Regions from separate parts of the Zea mays genome. Here region 2 is linked to region 1. A link is a contact called in public Hi-C data. All regions are on one chromosome and are shown on one strand. Each heading gives the region's core, a stretch centred on a gene start, on an enhancer-like site or on the middle of the called end of the contact. The rest is flanking DNA. Distances are from core to core; before and after follow the strand shown.

Region 1 (4,240 bases), core at 901-3,400:
ATGATGGATGAAGCTCTAGTTTATCGAATCCAGCCCACAAAACCTGTTTATAGATGGGTTAACAAGATTGAATTTGTGTATAAATTAGCAGAAATAGACAGTGGCAAACATTTTTCCAATCAAAATTGTTAATAGAAAAACTGAGTTGAGTCAAGCATTAACTAAACTTGGAGAGACAGCATTTTGTTATCCAGGCAAAATTTAAGAACACTGAAGAAAAATCCAGAAGTCAAAAACTGTTGCCAACAATAACATAGGTGACCAATATGAGCACATAAGAATTCTACTGAGCTACTACACAAATGACTTCGCTGTTCACTAAACAGCCATTTAGCCCATTTAAACACTATTTAGACGCCACACAATGGCTACTCGTGTCCATTAATCAGACACTTATCCTGTTTAAGTGCCCATTTAGACCATTTAAACTGTCATTTAGCTCAAATAAAACAGCTAAAACATAGGTGACCAACTCCTTAATGTTTAAGATATGGGTGAACACTGACCTAAACTGTACTCTCCGACCTTTTCACTTCAGAGAAAATGTCCATTCCAGCAATTTACTACCTTCTAAGGGCAAGTTTGGAAGCACGGCAATCTATCCAAAACCCATGTAAATTAAAGACCACAATTCTTTTCCAGCCTAAGATGGAAATTGCTGCTTGGATGACCGGTGAGCTCACTAAAACTACACCTGTTTTGGGCTAAAACCATCAGGGGGAAAAAACATGAATGGAGATCCAGGAAAAAAACGAGAAACATCAGGCTCCTCCAGTGCATCTCGCATGTTTGTCTCAGCAGCTGCGATCGCAGCCCGGTTCCCCGAGTGCCGTCTCAACAATGGCGCCCAGCTCTGCGTCCTTCTGCAGCAGTGCTGTTACCAACATGCTCGCCGAGGCACCTGCCAGGGAGGACGCATCGGCCATGCTGAGCGACAGCGGGAGCAGCGGGTTGGCAGTGGTGTCATCGGACATGGTGAGGAGCATCCCCAGCTATGGGCTCTTGGTGTAAAGGCAAAGTTGTCGGTGTTGGTCCTTGCGGCTTCGAGGTTGTCATTACAGGTGAAAAACAGTATGATGCTTCCAAACATAACCTAACTAGTTAAACTGAATTCATGGTCAACTCACTTAAAGCTGCCTCCATTAATTGCCACTGGAATTTCGGAAGTACAAGAACATAAGATCTAGCTCACTAGATTACTCAACCTCCTACTGCAAAATGGCATTATTGAGTACACGGTTGCAAGGGTAACAATCAACATATTCTAGTAATTTATAACTTTTCCTATCCAGTGGGCAGTGGTTAATGATCAATTCAATTGAAGAGCCAGGAATTGCCACCAGAACGATGAATCGAATGGAATAGAGGAAGTGCGTCCAGGCATTACTCAAACCTACTACTGCAGAATGCTACAATTGAGTATATCATTGCAAGCAAGCACAGCACTGAAGTTAGCAAACCCCAGCGCCCACAGTCATCTGCACTAGCAGCGTAAATAAGAAAAAAGAGATATTTGAAGAAATGGAGGCAGGGGCGGGGCAGTGGACCTGATCCTTCTCGTCCTCTGCCTGGGAGGAGATGGATGCGGCGACGGAGGCGCCGGCCGAGCGCACGCTGGACGCGACGGAGCCGGCGTTGGAGGTCACCGTCTTGAGGCAGGACGATATGATCCGCAGCGAACTCGGCAGCAACCCATTCCTTGCCCCCTTCCCCCGCCTCATCCCTCCCCGCCGCTCCCTCACCTCCTCTCCCTGCCCCAGCCCGGAGACCAGCACAAGCACCCGCTCCGAGTCCAACTTCCCCGCCGCCACCGCTCCTACAACCCCCGCCCCGCAATCCCGCCGCTGCCCATCCACGATCGCCGCCTCCGGGGCTGGCGAAAGCCAGTACCATCCGAGTGCCGCCGCCCCTCACTGCCTCCGATCCCCGCTGCCGCCGCAATCCGCAGACTCAGCTGGCCACCATATCCCTCCTCCCCTCGCACACCTCTTCCTCGCCGCTCGTCGTCCCTTCCCCTCCGACGCCGACCAGAACCGAAATTCAACAACTCCCTGGGCCCTGGCTTCCTTCACCCTTTTCCCTTCTCTCTCCTCGCTGTTGCTTTCGTGTGCCTATCTCCCTCCCTCGCCCTTAAATAATCCCAAGAAATCCCACCCGGTTTGCCTCTCCCCACCCGGCTTCGCGTCCCCGGAGCAAACTCTCTTCCACCCAGGGCCCACTGCCTATCCGCGAGTGCACGAGGCTTTCCTCGGGTGCCCGTGGCGAGGGCACGGGGAGTGAGCTTTGCACGCAAGGGGAATACGAGGGGATAGATCCCTTGCCAAGCGGGTTTCCTCCGCCGCTGCGACCTACTCCTATACGCTGTCCCCGTGAAGTTCGGCGCCCTCTCGGCCCGGGCTTGCCTTCCAAGCCGCGCGCGGCTGCCGAGAAAACTGCGCGGCGCACGGGCCGAATTTTTTTTTTGTATTTTAGCCCTTAAACAGAAGTAAAATCACGTTTAGACCTAAAAAAATTTTAAATACAGTTTTGGCCCCTTAGCTCGGCGACATAGCATGTGGCGCCGAGCTAACACAGCTCGGCGCCACAGCCTATGGCGCCGAGCTGTGACGTGGCAGCAACGGCTAGTTTCGTCCAGGATTGACCTGGCTCTGACGTGGTGGCGGCGCGGCCTCGTAGCTCGGTGCCACAGATCTTGGCGCCGAGCTACGAATTCCTATAAAAACGCCCGCGCGGCTGGCCGAGAGCAGCTCATTTCATCCCATTTTCAAACTTCGCCAAAATTTGATGGATTCAAATATTTGAGTTGGTTCACTTCGTAGACCAAGGTATGATTTCCAACTGATTCGTTTTGTATATTGGGTTGTTAGTTTAATAATTTGTATACACCTATTATATTATCATTTCGATTATTAGTTTGTGTAAACTTATTATAAAGCATAATAGGTACAAGTGATAATTATAATCGTTTATTAGATAAAAGACATGTACCGAGAGGCGTTGTGGCAGAAGAGAGGTCGTCCTCGGGAGTTATATCCGGACGTATCTAGTAAGGATGCTCCTGTTCCTCCTGAACTCCCCGTGCCTGAGAGCACCTAGAGGGGGGGTGAATAGGTGATCCTGTAAAAACTTAACTTATAGCCACAAAAACTTGTTAGAGGTTAGCACAATAATTGCCAAGTGGCTAAAGAGAAGATCTTGCACAATACGACAATCACAGAGAATTCAACACAGAGGAGACACGGTGATTTATCCCGTGGTTCGGCCAAGTACAAAACTTGCCTACTCCACGTTGTGGCGTCCCAACGGACGAGGGTTGCAATCAACCCCTCTCAAGCGGTCCAAAGACCCACTTGAATACCACAGTATTTTGCCTTGCTTATCTTTATCCCACTTGCGAGGAATCTCCACAAATTGGAGTCTCTCGCCCTTACACTTAAGATTCACAAAGAAGCACGGAGTAAGGGAGGGAAGCAACACACACAAATCCACAGCGAAACGCGCACACACACAGCCAAGATTCGAGGTCAAAGACTATCTCACAGTTTCTCACAAGAACAGAGCTCGAATCACTTAGAATCACAAACGGATGCGCAAAGACTGAGTGTGGATGATCAAGTATGCTCAAGAGTTGCTTAGTGTTCTCCTCCATGCGCCTAGGGGTCCCTTTTATAGCCCCAAGGCAGCTAGGAGCCGTTGAGAACAAATCTGGAAGGCCATCTTTGCCTTCTGTCGTCGGGCGCACCGGACAGTCCGGTGCACACCGGACACTGTCCGGTGCCCGATTTATTTCCTTAAACAGCACAGCCGACCGTTGCCGACCGTTGCAGATCTGGCGCACCGGACAGTCCGGTGCACACCGGACAGTCCGGTGCTTCCTTCCGACCGTTGGCCAGACCACGTGTCGCGCGCAGATTCCGCGGCCGACCGTTGGCTCGGCCGACCGTTGACTCACCGGACAGTCCGGTGCACACCGGACAGTCCGGTGAATTTTAGCCGTACGCCGTCAGCAAATTCCCGAGAGCGGGCTCTTCGGCCGAGGGAGCCTGGCGCACCGGACACTGTCCGGTGCACCACCGGACACTGTCCGGTGCACCACCGGACAGTCCGGTGCCCCAGACCGAAACAGTCCCTTGGCTGTACACAGCCAAGTCTTCTCTTATCTTCTTCTATCTGTTTCTAACACTTAGACAAATATATTAGTACACAAAACCAATGTACTAAGACTAAGAAACATACCTTT
Region 2 (3,780 bases), core at 177-2,676, 46 kb after region 1:
TCCCTCCCGGGAGGCGAGATCCAAGTCTGTTGCGAAGAAGACCCTCTGCGCCATCGCGAACCGCCCGAGCCCCAGGCGCGGACCGTCCAGACGTACGCAGAGGCGGACTCACTCCTGTGTCAGGTCGCAGACCATCCGGCCCTGTGCTGTGGACCGTTCACGCCTCTGTAGAGAACCCGTCGGGCGGTCCATCTCCAGTGTTTGACGTCCGAATCGGCGTCAATAGTAATTGTTTTTAAATGGTGTTTTTATCAGGGAGGTTGGCATGAACTGATCACTGAACCTTCATCAAACTGCTTTGGAACACGTGGACGAATCGAAAGTGCGTAAAGGCTTCATAATCCACGTACAACTTCAGCTTTTAGCCTCGACTCTGGCTTCACGTGATGCTTCACATTCCTTCACTAAACTATAAATTTCTATACATTAAAGTTGGGCGCAAAAGTGTCCCCTCTATCTAACCACATTGTCCTTTTTTATCTCCTCCGCACGATCCAGAATTAAAGAACACGATCTAGTCGACTTGGACACTCGGTGTCTGATATGGCTTCCCTTCCGGCAACTCCCAAAGTCGCGAAGGTTCGTCTTCATTCTCGATTCAGACTATAGTCTCGTACATCTAAAAAAATTGATAGCTAAGGTATCATCCTAACTCATGTCTTGAAAAATAGAGGCCATTAGGCTATCCCTAGCAGATCGCACATCTGGTCGTGGTTGTGCTTTTTGCGCGACCGCATTCAACTGTTCATGCTTCTAGCGGATACAGTTGCACAAAATGAGCGTTGGGTCGATCGATTATGCATTCTCCCGGTACTCTCTCTCTCTCTTGCTCATCTACGAGTCTTGCATGCGCACATGCGTATGCGCGTATTGCTAGGCGTGTTGCCGTTTTGCGATGCACATACAGACAAGAAATGTGCCGCTCTGAGCATCCGTGGTGGGGAGCTGCTGGGGATAGTCTTATTTGTCTGATAGTGCACATTGCGCAGTCTCTCGTCAAACTTCAGGACAAGTTCAACTATCCTCCCCCAAATTGTAAATGACAACGGTAATGGTTAACACTCGAATACCAGCGATAATATGTTTGAATATGCCGATATCAATTTATAGTATGATATTTGATTACGGCTGAAGTTAAACAAACATTATTTAACGTTATCAGTTACACATTACATTACAAATATGTGAAACAAACGACACCTAAACATTTTAGGACCACAGGCCTACGATTGTTGTTCATTGTAATGCATTGTTTTATGGAGAGGGGCAGCTTAGCAAAACATGGGCACATGGCTGATGCTCGGGCGTAGCGGCTTCTCAAGTTCGCAACCTAGCGCCGCTACCGGTTAATCGCCTTGGTTGCTAGCTGGGGCGGTACGGCTGTTTGGTGAGCGTCCCGCATCAGGCCAAGGCGCCAAGCGATACCCAGCGATCCGGCGGCATATGCGCCTATGCGGATATGCCATTTTTGTCGAGCGGCCAGCGCATCGATCGGGTCTAATCCGCGAGATGGAGCGTTTCGATTTTGGGCGTCGTCGCGTGCGGAAAGGCAGAGCGGAAGTGCGGTGTGGCCTGGTGGGAGGCGCGACGTTGTTGCTGCGCGCGGACGATAGGGAGCTAGCGGACGCTTTCAAATGAGTGTCTCGGGTGCTACTCTGCACTTCTGCTGCACGTTGGATGCACTATTCCATTTGACCGGGTTTAAGACGAGTTTATCCTTTGTAATCAATACACGGAATTCGCATCTGATTATTAATTGAAGGAAAATTAGGATTGTGGTTAGTTCACATTTAAAAAAAATCATTGCAACACAGGTTCCTCAATCTTTGATGCATGTACTTTTTTCCTAAAAGGAAGAGTAAATCTTTGCTAATATAAAAAAATATGGTAAAATTATACGTAAATGGGATTTGTTGAACCGTAATTGTTGGCTCTAAACTCACATTCACACTTACCTACCACTAGAACACATATATTTTTTTATACTCTATACTCAAATATAGTATAGAGATTTTTATAGACTTTTGGCTAAATGAAACCTATAACAACGTACCAATGCTTTGCTAGTAAGGACCTAATGTGCGGTGATATGTTACATTTGTGGGTTAAAGATACCACCAAAGTGACAAGTCTTTTTTAGAAGCTGTCACTAATCCGACAACCAATAATTTAGGATACATATACTCTAAGAAATCAGATCTGTTAATTAATTATTTATAGATACGGTCATTTAGGATAGTCTTCTCTGCTAATCGAACAACATGGAAGGCCATCTTTACAAATAGTTAGCAAACTACTTAGAAAACCTCCTAATCTAAGAGAAGATAGAAACAAACCCTCCCAACATGCTACCTACTTCCCCGCGTGCACAAACTCCGTATTTGTTGGCTACCCAATTCATTTTTTTTTCTATAGCACTATCCACTCCTACAACTAAGTTGAGGGCCTCTACTTTTAAATCTGTTAGTTTCTTCCCACCACCGATCAATGCCTCTTCTCTCCCTTTCTTCTCGCTCAACTCGTCTCCTTTACACCTAGAGGTAACACATGTATGTTTGACCATGTCTCCTTCTGGCTCAACATTGGGCATGTTTGGTTCACCTTTTTTCTGTCCAATTTTTTTGAGAATTTGGTTGTAGGGAGAATCTGGTTGTGGGAAGAATCTAAGTATCGTGAGGATTACGTGCAGAGTAAGATGAAGTTGTTTATAGGGTTCAAGATCTAAAAAGAGACGAATTCCTACTATTGCTACGATTCAGCCAATTATGTGTTCATGTTAATTTTGGATGATTTTTATCAAATCGAATCTTATAGAAGCGGTCTGAAAAGCTGAGCATTTAGCAGTTCGCAACAACTTCTGATGGCTAGAAGCTGAAAAAGCTCAAACAAACAGGGCCATAGTCTCCTCTCCCACCATACACTATCTCTAAACGTATCCACAACCAACCCTAAGAGTGGGTGGGCCTAGTGCACCTCACCAACATGACTTGCACTAGCCGAGTCAATCATTTCTCTCTTTGTGATGGTGTTGCACGCATATGCAGAGGTGAAGAAAATAAATATAAAAAACAAAGAGTTCTAATAGTGTCTTTGGTTGGGGAGCCAACTCGGCTCTATTTCAGTTTTTAAAAATGGAGCTGCTCCATTTTGTGTTTGGCAAGCAGAACAAACCCACTCCATTTTTTGTTTGGTCGAAAGTAGAATGGAGCGAAGCCGCTCCGTTCTTTCTTAGGTTGGAGAGTCATATGAATGTGGAGGGAATGAGAGTTCTCACATATGATCATTTTGTTGGAGCGTGGTGTCGGTGTTTTGGGCCCGACCGCACACCCGGGGTTACCCCTCAAGGTGTTTTTAGGAGTAGGACGGTGTCAACGACTGTAGCAAAATGGTTCGTGCCGATCGCACGAGGGACAGTGGACAAGATTTGCAGGTTCGGGCCGCTTAGAGATGCGTAACACCCTACGTCCTGGTGAGTATTCGAGTGTGGTTACAAGAGGGCTCTCTGGATTGAAGGCACAGAGAGTTTACGTAAGTGGCTTGGTCAAAAGTAGGGTCGATCCATCTGAAGGGGTGCCCCCTAGGCCTTATATACTCGACCGTGGGGCAGTACATGTGGATATGATAACAACAAGTAGCTAAAAGGTAGTGAACCTCTTGAGTTTATCCCTACGTAACCTTCGCCGACTTATCCTCACATGGCTCCGTTGCATGAGGGCTCCAGCGCGGGAAAGTCGGGCCTCCGTTGCGATTTACTCGTTCGACGTTGTGGGCCGTCCGAGT

What was found. A called contact is a pair of places that touch in the nucleus more often than the background predicts.
Region 2: a contact with region 1 is called in a Hi-C map of endosperm, with 2.7 times the contacts expected there. The contact joins the enhancer-like site here to the promoter of LOC103630344 in region 1. A contact is called at or near these places in 3 of 25 Hi-C or Micro-C datasets (ear, endosperm and leaf).

Annotation. Positions count from the first base shown.
Region 1 is chr6:156,781,227-156,785,466 of Zm-B73-REFERENCE-NAM-5.0, forward strand. LOC103630344 (autophagy-related protein 18h) reads right to left here and starts at 2,151. Exons shown (of 9, transcript XM_008651404.4): 1 at 1,548-2,151; 2 at 1-43. The coding sequence starts at 1,721.
Region 2 is chr6:156,827,750-156,831,529 of Zm-B73-REFERENCE-NAM-5.0, forward strand. No RefSeq gene overlaps it. Among protein-coding and RNA genes, the nearest start is that of LOC103630344, 46 kb to the left of the region's middle. Within about 2 kb of position 1,427, at least 19 of the 20 cell types and tissues checked have an H3K27ac peak or open chromatin away from gene starts, as enhancers often do. A contact at or near this core is called in ear, endosperm and leaf, where this site is marked.